Regions from separate parts of the Bos taurus genome. Here region 1 is linked to region 2. The links are chromatin contacts, called in public Hi-C maps. All regions are on one chromosome and are shown on one strand. Each heading gives the region's core, a stretch centred on a gene start, on an enhancer-like site or on the middle of the called end of the contact. The rest is flanking DNA. Distances are from core to core; before and after follow the strand shown.

The links. A called contact is a pair of places that touch in the nucleus more often than the background predicts.
Region 1: a Hi-C map of liver shows a contact between it and region 2, with 2.2 times the contacts expected there. The contact joins the promoter of CEP57 here to the promoter of CCDC82 in region 2. A contact is called at or near these places in 2 of 11 Hi-C or Micro-C datasets (liver and an unstated tissue).

Annotation. Positions count from the first base shown.
Region 1 is chr15:14,484,824-14,490,287 of ARS-UCD2.0, forward strand. CEP57 (centrosomal protein 57) reads right to left here and starts at 3,791. Exons shown (of 11, transcript NM_181450.1): 1 at 3,747-3,791. The coding sequence starts at 3,791. It overlaps FAM76B (family with sequence similarity 76 member B), which reads left to right and starts at 5,034. Exons shown (of 10, transcript NM_001206303.1): 1 at 5,034-5,120. The coding sequence starts at 5,034.
Region 2 is chr15:13,847,363-13,853,493 of ARS-UCD2.0, forward strand. It overlaps CCDC82 (coiled-coil domain containing 82), which reads left to right and starts at 4,628. Exons shown (of 10, transcript NM_001046094.2): 1 at 4,628-4,701; 2 at 4,997-5,177. JRKL (JRK like) reads right to left here and starts at 4,545. Exons shown (of 1, transcript XM_005215769.5): 1 at 583-4,545. The coding sequence starts at 3,935. The coding sequence ends at 2,361.

The DNA of each region.
Region 1 (5,464 bases), core at 2,541-5,040, 640 kb after region 2:
ATCTCTGTTCGTTTCCAAGGCAAACCATTCAGTATCACAGTAATCCAAGTCTATGCCCCGACCAGTAATGCTGAAGAAGTTGAAGATGAACAGACCTAACTAACACCCAAAAAAGATATCCTTTTCATTACAGATGACTGGAATGCAAAAGTAGGAAGTCAAGAAATACCTGGGGTAACAGGCAAATCTGGCCTTGGAGTACAGAATGAAGTAGGGCAACGGCTAATAGAGTTTTGCCAAGAGAATGCACTGGTCATAGCAAACACCCTCGTCTAACAACACAAGAGACGACTCTACACATGGACATCACCATCAACACCCAAATCAGACTGATTATTTTCTTTGCGGCCGAAGATGGAGAAGCTCTATACAGTTGGGCTAAAACAAGACCAGGAGCTGACTGTGGCTCAGATCATAAACTCCTTAATGCCAAATTCAGACTTAAATTGAAGAAAGTAGGGAAAACCACCAGACCATTCAGGTATGACTTAAATCAAATCCCTTATGATTATACAGCGGAAGTGAGAAATAGATTTAAGGGACTAGATCTGATAGAGAAGCGAAAAGCAAAGGAGAAAAGGAAAGATACATCCATTTGAATGCAGAGTTCCAAAGAATAGCAAGGAGAGATAAGAAAGCCTTCCTCAGTGATCAGTGCAAAGAAATAGAGGAAAACAAAAGAATGGGAAAGACTAGAGTTCTCTTCAAGAAAATTAGAGATACCAAGGGAACATTTCATGCAAAGATGGGCTCGATAAAGGACAGAAATGGTAGGGACCTAACAGAAGCAGAAGATATTAAGAAGAGGTGGCGAGAATATATAGAACTGTACAAAAAAGATCTTCATGACCCAGATGATGATGATGGTGTGATCACTCACCTAGAGCCAGACATCCTGGAATGTGAAGACAAGTGGGCCGGTGGAGGTGATGGAATTCCAGTTGAGCTATTTCAAATCCTAAAAGATGATGCTGTGTAAGTGCTGCACTCAATATGCCGGCAAATTTGGAAAACTTAGAAGTGGCCACAGGACTGGAAAGATCAATTTTCATTCCAATCCCAAAGAAAGGCAATGCCAAAGAATGCTCAAACTACCGCACACTTGCACTCATCTCACATGCTAGCAAAATAATACTCAAAATTCTCCAAGCCAGGCTTCAGTAATATGTGAACCGTGAACTTTCAGATGTTCAAGCTGGATTTAGAAAAGGCAGAGGAACCAGGGATCAAATTGCCAACATCTGCTGGATCATTGAAAAAGCAAGAGAGTTCCAGAAAAAATCTACTTCTGTTTTATTGACTATGCCAAAGCCTTTGACTGTGTGGATCACAATAAACTGTGGGAAATTCTGAAAGAGATGGGAATACCAGACCACCTGACCTGCCTCTTGAGAAATCTGTATGCAGGTCAGGAAGCAACAGTTAGAACCAGACTTGGAACAACAGACTGGTTCCAAATAGGTAAAGGAGTACATCAAGACTGTATATTGTCACCCTGCTTATTTAACTTATATGCAAAGTACATCAAGAGAAATGCTGGGCTGAATGAAGCACAAGCTGGAATCAAGATTGCCAAGAGAAATATAAATAACCTCAGATATGCAAATGACACCACCCTTATGGCAGAAAGTGAAGAACTAAAGAGCCTCTTGATAAAAGTGAAAGAAGAGAGTGAAAAAGTTGGCTTAAAGCTCAACATTCAGAAAACTAAGATCATGGCATCTGGTCCCATCTCTTCATGGTAAATAGATGGGCAAACAGTGACAGACTTTATTTTGGGGGGCTCTAAAATCACTGCACATGGTGACTGCAGCCATGAAATTAAAAGATGCTTACTCCTTGGCAGGAAAATTATGACCAACCTAGGCAGCATATTAAGAAGCAGAGACATTACTTTGCCAACATAGGTCCATCTAGTCAAGGCTATGGTTTTTCCAGTAGTCATGTATGGATGTGAGAGTTGGACTATAAAGAAATCCGAGCACCAAAGAAAGAGATGCTATTGAACTGTGGTGCTGAAGAAGACTCTTGAGAGTCCCTTGGACTGCAAAGAGATCCAACCAGTCCATCCTACAATCAGTCCTGAATGTTTACTGGAAGGACTGATGTTGAAGCTGCAATTCCAATAGTTTGGCCATGTGATGCAAAGAGCTGACTCATTTGAAAAGACCCTGATGTTGGGAAAGATTGAAGGTGGGAGAAAAAGGGACAACAGTAGATACGATGGTTGGATGGCATTACCGACTCAATGGACATGAGTTTGGGTAAACTCCAGAGTTGGTGATGGACAGGGAGGTCTGGTGTGCTGTAGTCCATGTGGTGGCAAACAGTCGGACACTACTGAGTGACTGAACTGACTGATATAATCTCATCCATCTACTTACACGTAATAGGCTAAGCTTGTCTTTTATCTTCCCTTTTACTGACTTAGTTCCTGGATAACTCCAGTTGTCACCTTCCTTCTTTCCTGTTAATCTTCTCTCACCTCTCCACACACTTCATTGTGCCTTCATTGTGCTGAAACCCTGAAAACCACTTCTGGCCTCAGTAAAACAAATTTTAGCAACAGTCACCAAAAGGTGAAACTGGGAAAAGGTGTATTTTCGCCAAAGTGATTCTGCTGTTACTGTCTCCCTAAATTTTTCCCCATTAACTTCTATGACAATCTTACCCTAATATTCTCCCTCTTTTGTCATATTTTAACAATTCACCTAACCGAACTCTACCTTCACACTACCTCTGCCTATTTCAAATTATTTCAAGTTTTCTGAAAGCACTTGTCTTGACACATATTCCAAATTGCCTGCGGTGCCTTTTTCTCCTCCCTTTGCGTCTTCTGGGACAAGCATTTCCTATTCCTTCACCACTCAGCTAGTTTCATCTTCCCCACCCCAAGAACTGCTAATCACTTTAACGTAGGTTCTTCTACCAGGTTGGTATTTATCAAACTGTACTGTGTAACAACCTAATTACATGTAGCTTCTCTTCAGTGCTTTCTTCCTTAGTAGCAAGGATTCTCCCCTATTCATCTGTGTAATCCTAGAGTCTGTCTGTATGCCACTCAGGTTTGCTAGATAAAGAGCTAACTTGAACTTCTGCACATTCATTACTGCCTATCTACTCCCAATGCGAAGGGTCCCGCTCCAACAAAATACTAGTACCTTAACAGGCTAGCGATTCTTCTAGAGGCCAATACAGTATTTAACATCAGCTCTCCCTGCTGATTTGCAACCCGGGGTCATCGTAATATGGTGGAAGCGGGAAGAGCGCGCGCGCGCTCGGGGTAGGCTAAGCACAAATCGAAGTTTCTGGGAGGAAGGGAGGAGGCACTGAAAGCAAAGAAATCCGCAGAAGCACTCGACTGCGTACAATTCAATAGCTGCCAATCAAGCCGACGAACTAGAGCGCCCACCTGGTCTCGGAGTTTCCAAGAGGGGCCGTTACACCCACGTGACCCGGGAACGCGGTTTTCGCGGGCCAAGGTGTAGGTAGCCATCCCTGCGAGTCCAGGCAACGTTCTGCAAACCAGGGCGGCTACGCCGAAAGGTGACGGGGGGGAGAGACAGACCTGAGTCGTCTCAATTGCAGGGTGCAGCCTCAAACGAAGCAGTGGGCGCCGAGGCAGCAACGGGGCCACCCCGCGGACTGGGGGAGACGCGGGACCGAGAGCGCTCTGAAAAGTGAGATAATGCACAGGGGGCACTGGGACCGACTCAGGGTCTGTTCGGAGGTCAACGGCTTCTTACCGAGAACTGAGAAGCCGAAGTCTCAGAGACCGATGCTGCCGCCATCTTCCAGCCCGCCCAGGGGAGCTCCGCAGCCCCGGCACGCTCTGGGTTCGCGTGGCTGTTCTTCAAGATTCGCGAGCCGCCCGCCAGGGGCGACCCTGAGCCGAACCCCTGATGGAAGGAGCTAGGGTGCTGGTGCCGGGTCTGGAAACCCCTGCCACACACCCCCAGCGGGACGCCCACGCTCGGAGCGCACACGGAAAGGACCACACGCCCTAACGGACGTCCTGAGCAGCCAATCAAGAGAGCAGGCGTCTTCCGCTGGCGGGAGAACCCGCCTCTTCCCTCGGTGACGTCACAAGGTAGCTCGTCGCTGACAGATCGCCGCCGGGACGCGGCGGGCGACCGGGCGGCGCTCCTGCGCAGAGGCGGGCCTTCTCGAGGGGGAAACCTGGGCGAGGGGTTTTGGTGTCTCCAGTGGCGAGTGAGTCGAATGGGATAAAATAAAACCGAATTCGAAGCTCAAAACTCTCCATCACTTCCCTCGGGCTAAACGCCGGAGAGAGCTTGAGTTTGACCCGGGGACGCCTCTCCAGGTGAGGTACTTCCCTTTCGGCCAATAACAAATACGATAAGGAGGAGCCTAGAGATTTGGTCCAATGGAAGTCAAGGGGAGAAAAAAAAAAAAAAAGAGTCGGGGCAGAGAGTAAACCTCCACAAACAACTGCCCAATTAGATTGGGAGCTCCCACGCAAACCTGGGACTGGCTGCTGGAAATAGCCGCGACCGGGGCCTCGGGGCGGGGCAAGTTTAAAGCTGCTTTCGCGCGCTGAGGCCGTCTGGCTGTTATTGGCCAGCGACGTCCTCCTTTTGTGGGCGCGCCCGGCGTAGCGGGGGTCAGAAGCTAGGCGGGGCGGCCGAGTGACGCAGTCGCCGCCTCAGCCAATCAGGGGTGGGGAAGGGGAGGCCGAGGAGGAAGCGGATCTGCCGCCGCGCAGCTAAACCGCAGCGAAACTCCCCGCTTCGTCTCCCTCCGCCGCTCTCGGGGCCTAAGCGGGAGCGGCTGGGACGGCGTCACTGGGTGGGCTGGGGCGGAAGTGGAGGCGGAGGGAGACGGCTGTGGCCGCGGGGCCTCGGGCTCTGGCGGCGAGGGTCTGGTGGGCGCGAGGCCGAGGCCGAGGGCGGGGGAGGAGGAGGAGGAGCCCGCGCGGCCCGGGCGGCGGCGGCGGCGGCGGCGGCGCCCGAGTTCCCCGTGGGGCCCCGCCTCGGAGCGGGCGGCGGTAGAGGAGGAGGCTGAGGAGCAGGATGGCGGCCTCGGCCCTGTACGCCTGCACCAAGTGCACCCAGCGCTATCCCTTCGAGGAGCTCTCCCAGGGCCAGCAGCTCTGCAAGGTCCGTGGGCGCTGGGTGGCGGGCGGGCGGGGTTTCCTCGGCCGTGGCCCGAGGGAGCTGGGTGCCCGTGTGGCACTGCAGCCCCCCCCACTCCTCCCCCTGTGTCTCCTCGCTGGCGTTTTGGGGGTTTGGAGTTCTCGCCTCCTCACCCAGAGACCCGGTTCTCCGAGGACCTGGGCATCCGCTGGGAAAGCCCCTGAGAGGAGGACAGAGCCGTGCCCTCTTCCAGGCGGCCCGAGAAGGGTCCGGGCCCCAGCAACGTTGAGGGGGTCTCGGGGTGGGGCTGCGTGAGGCAGCCACCTGTCTATGCCGCAGAGACCCCGGGGTGGAGACGTTTTCCTCTC
Region 2 (6,131 bases), core at 3,378-5,877:
AGTAGTAAAAACCAAAACCTTAAAATATAGAGGGTATAAAGAGCAGAAGCCACTGAAGGAATTAATAAGCAAACTGAATCATAATGGTTTCCTTACATAATTCTTATCACATTATACTGGTTGTTTTAAATGCTTATAATTAGACCAGATGGCTTTGTTCTTTTCAAATACATTATTTTTCTACCTTGATTTCAAGATCTGTAGGACATGAACCACTCTTCCCCTTTAAATACAGCAAGGAATTCCACTCCCTTCTCCCATTTACCCCACAAAAGCCCAAATCTCTCATAAAGGAAGTTTCTTAATTTCTGCATTATCCCCTGCAGGTAATCCTACTCTCACAAAGTCCTTGGCTATTATGAATGTGGGATTAGAGAAACTCTGTAATGCAGTTGATCAAGGCTCACCAATGGAAAACCTCATAAGACTAGTGAGATTGAGACCCTATGGATAATTTATAATTCAAATTCTTACCTGTAGCCAAGTGATCTTAAGCAATTAAAAGTATAAACTGAGCATCAGTATTTCCACCTAATTCATAATTTGGGGTAGTGATAGAAATACACTGCTTAGAACATGACGTGGTATTCAGTAATTGGCAGCTTTTATAAAACAGAACTTTTTATGTACCATTGTTGACAGTTTACAGAAACAAGCAAATAACTATAAGCCTATGAATGAAGAGTGGTTTCTCACAGGATAGAGAAAGAGTCACAAGATTCACACTCAAGGCCACAACACAGTGAATCTTTTACTAGATATTAAAGTTTAAAACCACACAGCTTAACAGTCATGTTGACTTTACCACTAGGTGGCAATGATACAGCTGTATTTCACTGACAAGGTTAATTTAAAAACTGAGCAAATACAGAAATTCCAATATTTTTAGTACATATTTTCATTTTAGAAAAATGAAAAATACTTTTATATACAATTTAACTTACACCAGAACATGTAATTATCTGATTCAATATGTATGCTAATTTCTGACGCTTTCTCTTCCGAGGCAATTCATGAAACAAACAATTTTAAACAGTTGTTGACACAGGTAAGTCTTTTTTAAAAATCTGAACATACATCATAAAGAGAACAGAAATTATGGAAAGCTACAAATATTTCTGAAACTTTAGAATTCACTTTAGAAAGCTTTAGAAAGTCACTACAAAATGCAAGTGTTTCAGTGAAAAAGTTTAAACATTTCAAAAATGACTTTTTTAAAATTTAGGGCCAAAACTTTTAAATTACAAATGAAATTAATATTTATATAGGCAAAGTCTTTTCAATGCCTTGAGTAAACCTACATTGTTAAACAAGTATCAAAATTCTGACAAATGAAATACCATTTTACAAATGTTAAAATAATTGTGATGAAATTCCTTAGAATCTGTCACTTTCCATAATTATTTCAGCTTTCCTCATAACAGATCATAATTTATGGCTTATTAAAAATAAAAACTCTTTTTCATTCTTTTCACATAAAGGAGAAATTATCACCAAACTTTTCAAATTATAACACTTCAAGTATATAGTAAAAAAGAAAAAAAAACTTACAAATACCCAAAATATTCCCTCACATATAGGTGGGTGCTCATATCACCATAGGTAACTTTACAAAACCTGTCCTATAATTAGATGAATAAATACTAGACCTATACTGTTATCCAATTAATAATACAATAAGATCCAATTAAAACAAGTCTATTTATTCCCTTTTTATAAATAACCTAAAGTTCCCCAAATTTTCTCCTCCCTGTTTCTACAAATGAATAAGTCAGAATATCAGCTTTCCAATAGTTTGCTAAGTTTTCTAGCTTTCGAAGTTAGCAACCACTTCCTATATTTATTTCATTTCCAGAGAAATCTTCCCTCTAAAACAAAGAAAAGCATGATTCCTAAGTTATTAATTCACAGATCAGTTTTCTCATTTTGAATTATTATAGATCACTCATTCCATCATTGTATACAAATATACAAATAATCACTTAAGATGGTTAGCACAATAAAAGATTACTGTGGCTGCCCTCACACAACAAATAAAAGATTCCAGGAAAGTGCTCTACCTGTTCACTGTTACCTGTAACTTCTGCTAGAAAATTTATGGAATACCACTGTAATGGAAGGGATAATTGTAGATCTATGAAAGTGAATACATATGCGTATGTAACTTACACCTATACAGAATCAGCTTCTGATTACACAAATAAAGGGACAGATGCTACAAAACACATAATCCTTAAACTGCTTCAGATATCTATATTTCACAGGGCTGTGTCTGAGAACTCAGAACACCAAGAAAAGCCATATTGCAAAGAAGTCAAGAGTTACACAATTACCAAAACAATACTAACACTGATACGCCATTACTGACTTGAGTTTGCCATCTTTTGTTTATTTCTGATGGTGGCTCGAAGTTTACGAATCACCAGTCTATCAGGCAGAATCATATCACCTTGTTGTTCTAGATAATCCAATAAATTTTCAGTCCATTGGAGAGCAGCTGCATGATTAATATGTTTCTCTGGAATCAGTTCTATTTCCTCCTCCTCATTTTCACTGGATTCATCTGTGTGACCTTGTGCTCTTTTGATGATTTCGCTGTCAGTTAAGACTTCATAGCCTGGTTCAGTACTGTCCACTTCAAGCCATTTTTCAATGTTCTCAGTAGGCACATTTTCCAATCCTTTGGTGTGTTGTAAAATGGTAGCGATGGCAGCCACTGAGATATCTTCTTCATCGAAGTCCAGGCCTTCTTTCTCCTCTATGGTAGGGAGAATCTTCTTCCATGCTCTGCTGATGGTAACTGGCTTTACTAAATTCCATGCCATTGCTATTTCATAAAGTGCATCTAGTAGAGTTAGCTTCTTCCAGAATGATCTCAGGTCATTGCCTTCTTCCAAGTTGTTCTGGAGAAGACGTGCTCGGTAGTTCCTCTTCATTGTAGCTATGACTCCCTGATTCAAGGGCTGAATCAACGAAGCCACATTAGGTGGTAAATATTTAGCAAATATTTGGCCATCATCTGACCTGAGGACGTTTTCATTTGGATGTGTTGGTGAATTATCCAACAAGAGTACAGCCTTTTCTTGCAACCCTTTGGATCTTAAGTGCTCTCGAACTTGGGGCACAAAGATCTTATCAAACCACTGTCGGAAAATGGAAAGATCCATCCATGCGCCTTTTTGGCTGAAATAAGAGACTGGCAGGTTTGAGGTGTCAGTTGACTTGAAGGAGCGAGGTTTCTTTGCTTTCCCCACAACACAAAGCTTAAGTTTGTGTAAACCTGTTGCATTGGCACAACACATGATAGTGACTCTTTCTTCCATTGACTTGTGCCCAGGGACTGTGCATTTACCTTTGATTACCGAAGTCCTGGAAGGCAGGCATTTCCAAAACAGTCCAGTTTCATCTGCATTGTAGATTTGCTCGGGCTGCAAATTCTCTCGTTCAATATAGTCTCGAAAGTTGCTGCAAAAATCCTCCACAGCAGTCTCATCTCCACTTAATCTTTCGTTTCTAATATTGATCTCTCTAATGCTGTGCCGCTGCTTAAAACGAGTTAACCAACCAGCAGAGGGGTTAAAATCACCATCCATTCCCAAAGCATAAAAGAAGAATTCTGCCCTTTTTGCGCAAATTGGTCCAGACACGGGATTCCCTTTTGCTCTTTGCTGGTTGAACCATTCTAGCATCGCTTTGTCCAGTTCCTCATACATGGATGGTTTCATAGATTTCCTCTTAGCCAGAAGACTTGTGGAGTCTGAACTGCTTGCGTAAGTTATGATCTTTTCCTTATTTTTCCTTATATCTCGAACGGTCGTTTCACCAATTCCATAAATCACTGCCAGTTGTTTGGAAGAACCTCCATCTTCAAGTTTCTTTATTATATCAAGCTTATCTTTAATGGTCAACACCACACGCTTCCGTTTCCCTGACATGGTGAGGCTGTGGGACTCAGTTCCCACACTCACACGGAAGCAACCCACAAAATTCTACCTACTCTCACTGACTCACTTTAACACAGCCTTACACACTCACTCTTTCAACCTCACAGGGAACCCGGTGGCCCTGACCCCGTCCCTAGCTGGGCTTGGCCGGCGGAAGTTTCAGGGCTCAGGCCTTTAACTTTACTTGGGCAGCAGAGGAGGCCCAAGTCACCGCGGATAATCCGGATTACAAACATTTGTTTTATTCCCCCAGAGGCCTCGAGAAAGACTATCTCCCCATCGCGACCACAAACCTCCTTCAGGCCCAGATCGCGGGTCAACAGCCGTCACTAACCCCTGCCACACCCCAAAGTTACCGCCGAGAGCGGAAGAGTCAGGGAGTCGGGGACTGGCCCCCTTCCCCAGAGGGACGTGACGCTGGATTCCTTCCCCAGCAACCAGACCTTTCCACAGCAAGCCCCACTTCCCCGCGTCGGGCTTACTTAGTCTGCACAGTCCTCCCGGCCCCTCACAAGCCCGCCGAGACCCTCTCCCAACCTCAGTCGAAACCAGGACCCCTCGGCGGCGCCCTGCCTAACGCGCGGCAGCCGCTCCTCCCACTAGCGCACGCTCCCGGAAGACGCCCCCTCCCGCCACGCGACCCCGCCCCTCGCCCCGCCCAGAGGCGGGACTTCCCTTGGCTCCCGGAAGGAGGGGGAACGTCGCCTGTCCGGACTTGGGTACCTAGGCGGAGGCGGAGGTTGGGGAGGTTTGAAAGGTGAGAGCGCGGGGGCGGCGCGGGCTCCCTTGGGGCGGGGACTCGCTTTCGCTTCTGCTGCTGACGGTTTGTTCGAGGGGCGGGGGAAGCCGCGCCTCGCAGCCTGCAGGAGGGAAACGTTCCCGCGGGCGCTCTCGGGGTGGGCGGGACTGCTCCCCGCCCTGCGCTTCGCTCCTCGCGCGCGCCGCGGGGATTGCGGCGGGCTGGTCGCCCGCTCCTTCCGCGAAGGGGAAGTGGGCCGGCCGGATGGGCGGGACGCAGTGGGTGACTTCGCGCGCTTCTCTGGTGTTTCCAGGTTCTCGTTTCTGGGGGTCGAGCTCCTGTAAGCTCTGGGTGTCTGTGACGTTCCGCGCGGGTTCTCGCCAAGCCGTGTCGGAGGGTCCCGCGTCCCAGCTGCGGCGCCCTTCCCATCAGGTGGCGAGTGGTGGGCGGGCGGGCTTGCTGCGCCAGGCGTCTGTGCCCCGCGGAGGAGCCAGGTTTGTATCACGAGATACAACCAGAGTATCTGGTGTTGTGCTCTGGTGTTAACTCCGAGAGGCTCTGTTCCTTCCTCAGCCCCTCAGCCCCACTCTATTTAGCGAACCGTCTTCAGGGTTATAGACTTCGGTGAATGCTGTAGTAGTCCGGGATGCTAGCTGGCAGGATTCACTGTATGCGAAATTGTGGAATACTGAACTGTGAGCCTCAGTGGGGGACATTGGCTTTTTCTATATATTTCTTGCTATTTTCCTACTTCTGTCGTGTAGTGCTGCCCTGTTTTAGTGGAAGAACTATGATACATTTGTTCCCAGCAATACGGTAAAAGCAAAAAAAAAAAAAAAAAAGGAATCATATTCTGTAGTCCTTAAATCATGTATTACTCTGGCTTGTTTAGATGCTCCTTTCATCAGATTGTGAGCTCCGTGGGAGCAGAGACGGTGTCGTTAAATTCTTGAGAAACGCCACAGCTCCGAATTGGTGCTAGCACATAGTATATGCATTCAGTGCTTTGGTTTGTTACGGTTTCCTGTCCAAACTGTCATACAAAAGGAAACCTTAAGGAGGGGTCATGTTTTTCAGATAGGGCGCATCCCTTCTGGTAGAATTTCAGGTAATGGTGGGAGTTCCACTGCCTTTCAAATTTTTAATTTTTAAACTATCACCTACATTGTTCATAGGGCAAGTGGGTGATTCTTAGAATGAATCTTTTTTTGATAAATTAATCTCAAAATCTAGAATAAAGGATATTTCTTCTGATGAGAAGTTCAGGTAGCATCAAAGTACCCCCTTTAGTTACCCCTGTGTTAGAGAAAGAGCATAAGGCTTATGGGTTATCGCCCTGACATTCTTTGGCAGACAAGATAGTATGTGCATCTTAAGTGATTTTAACCATGAAGCACAAAGATGCGATAGTACTGATCATCTTCATTCACTTATTTAATGCTTTCTGT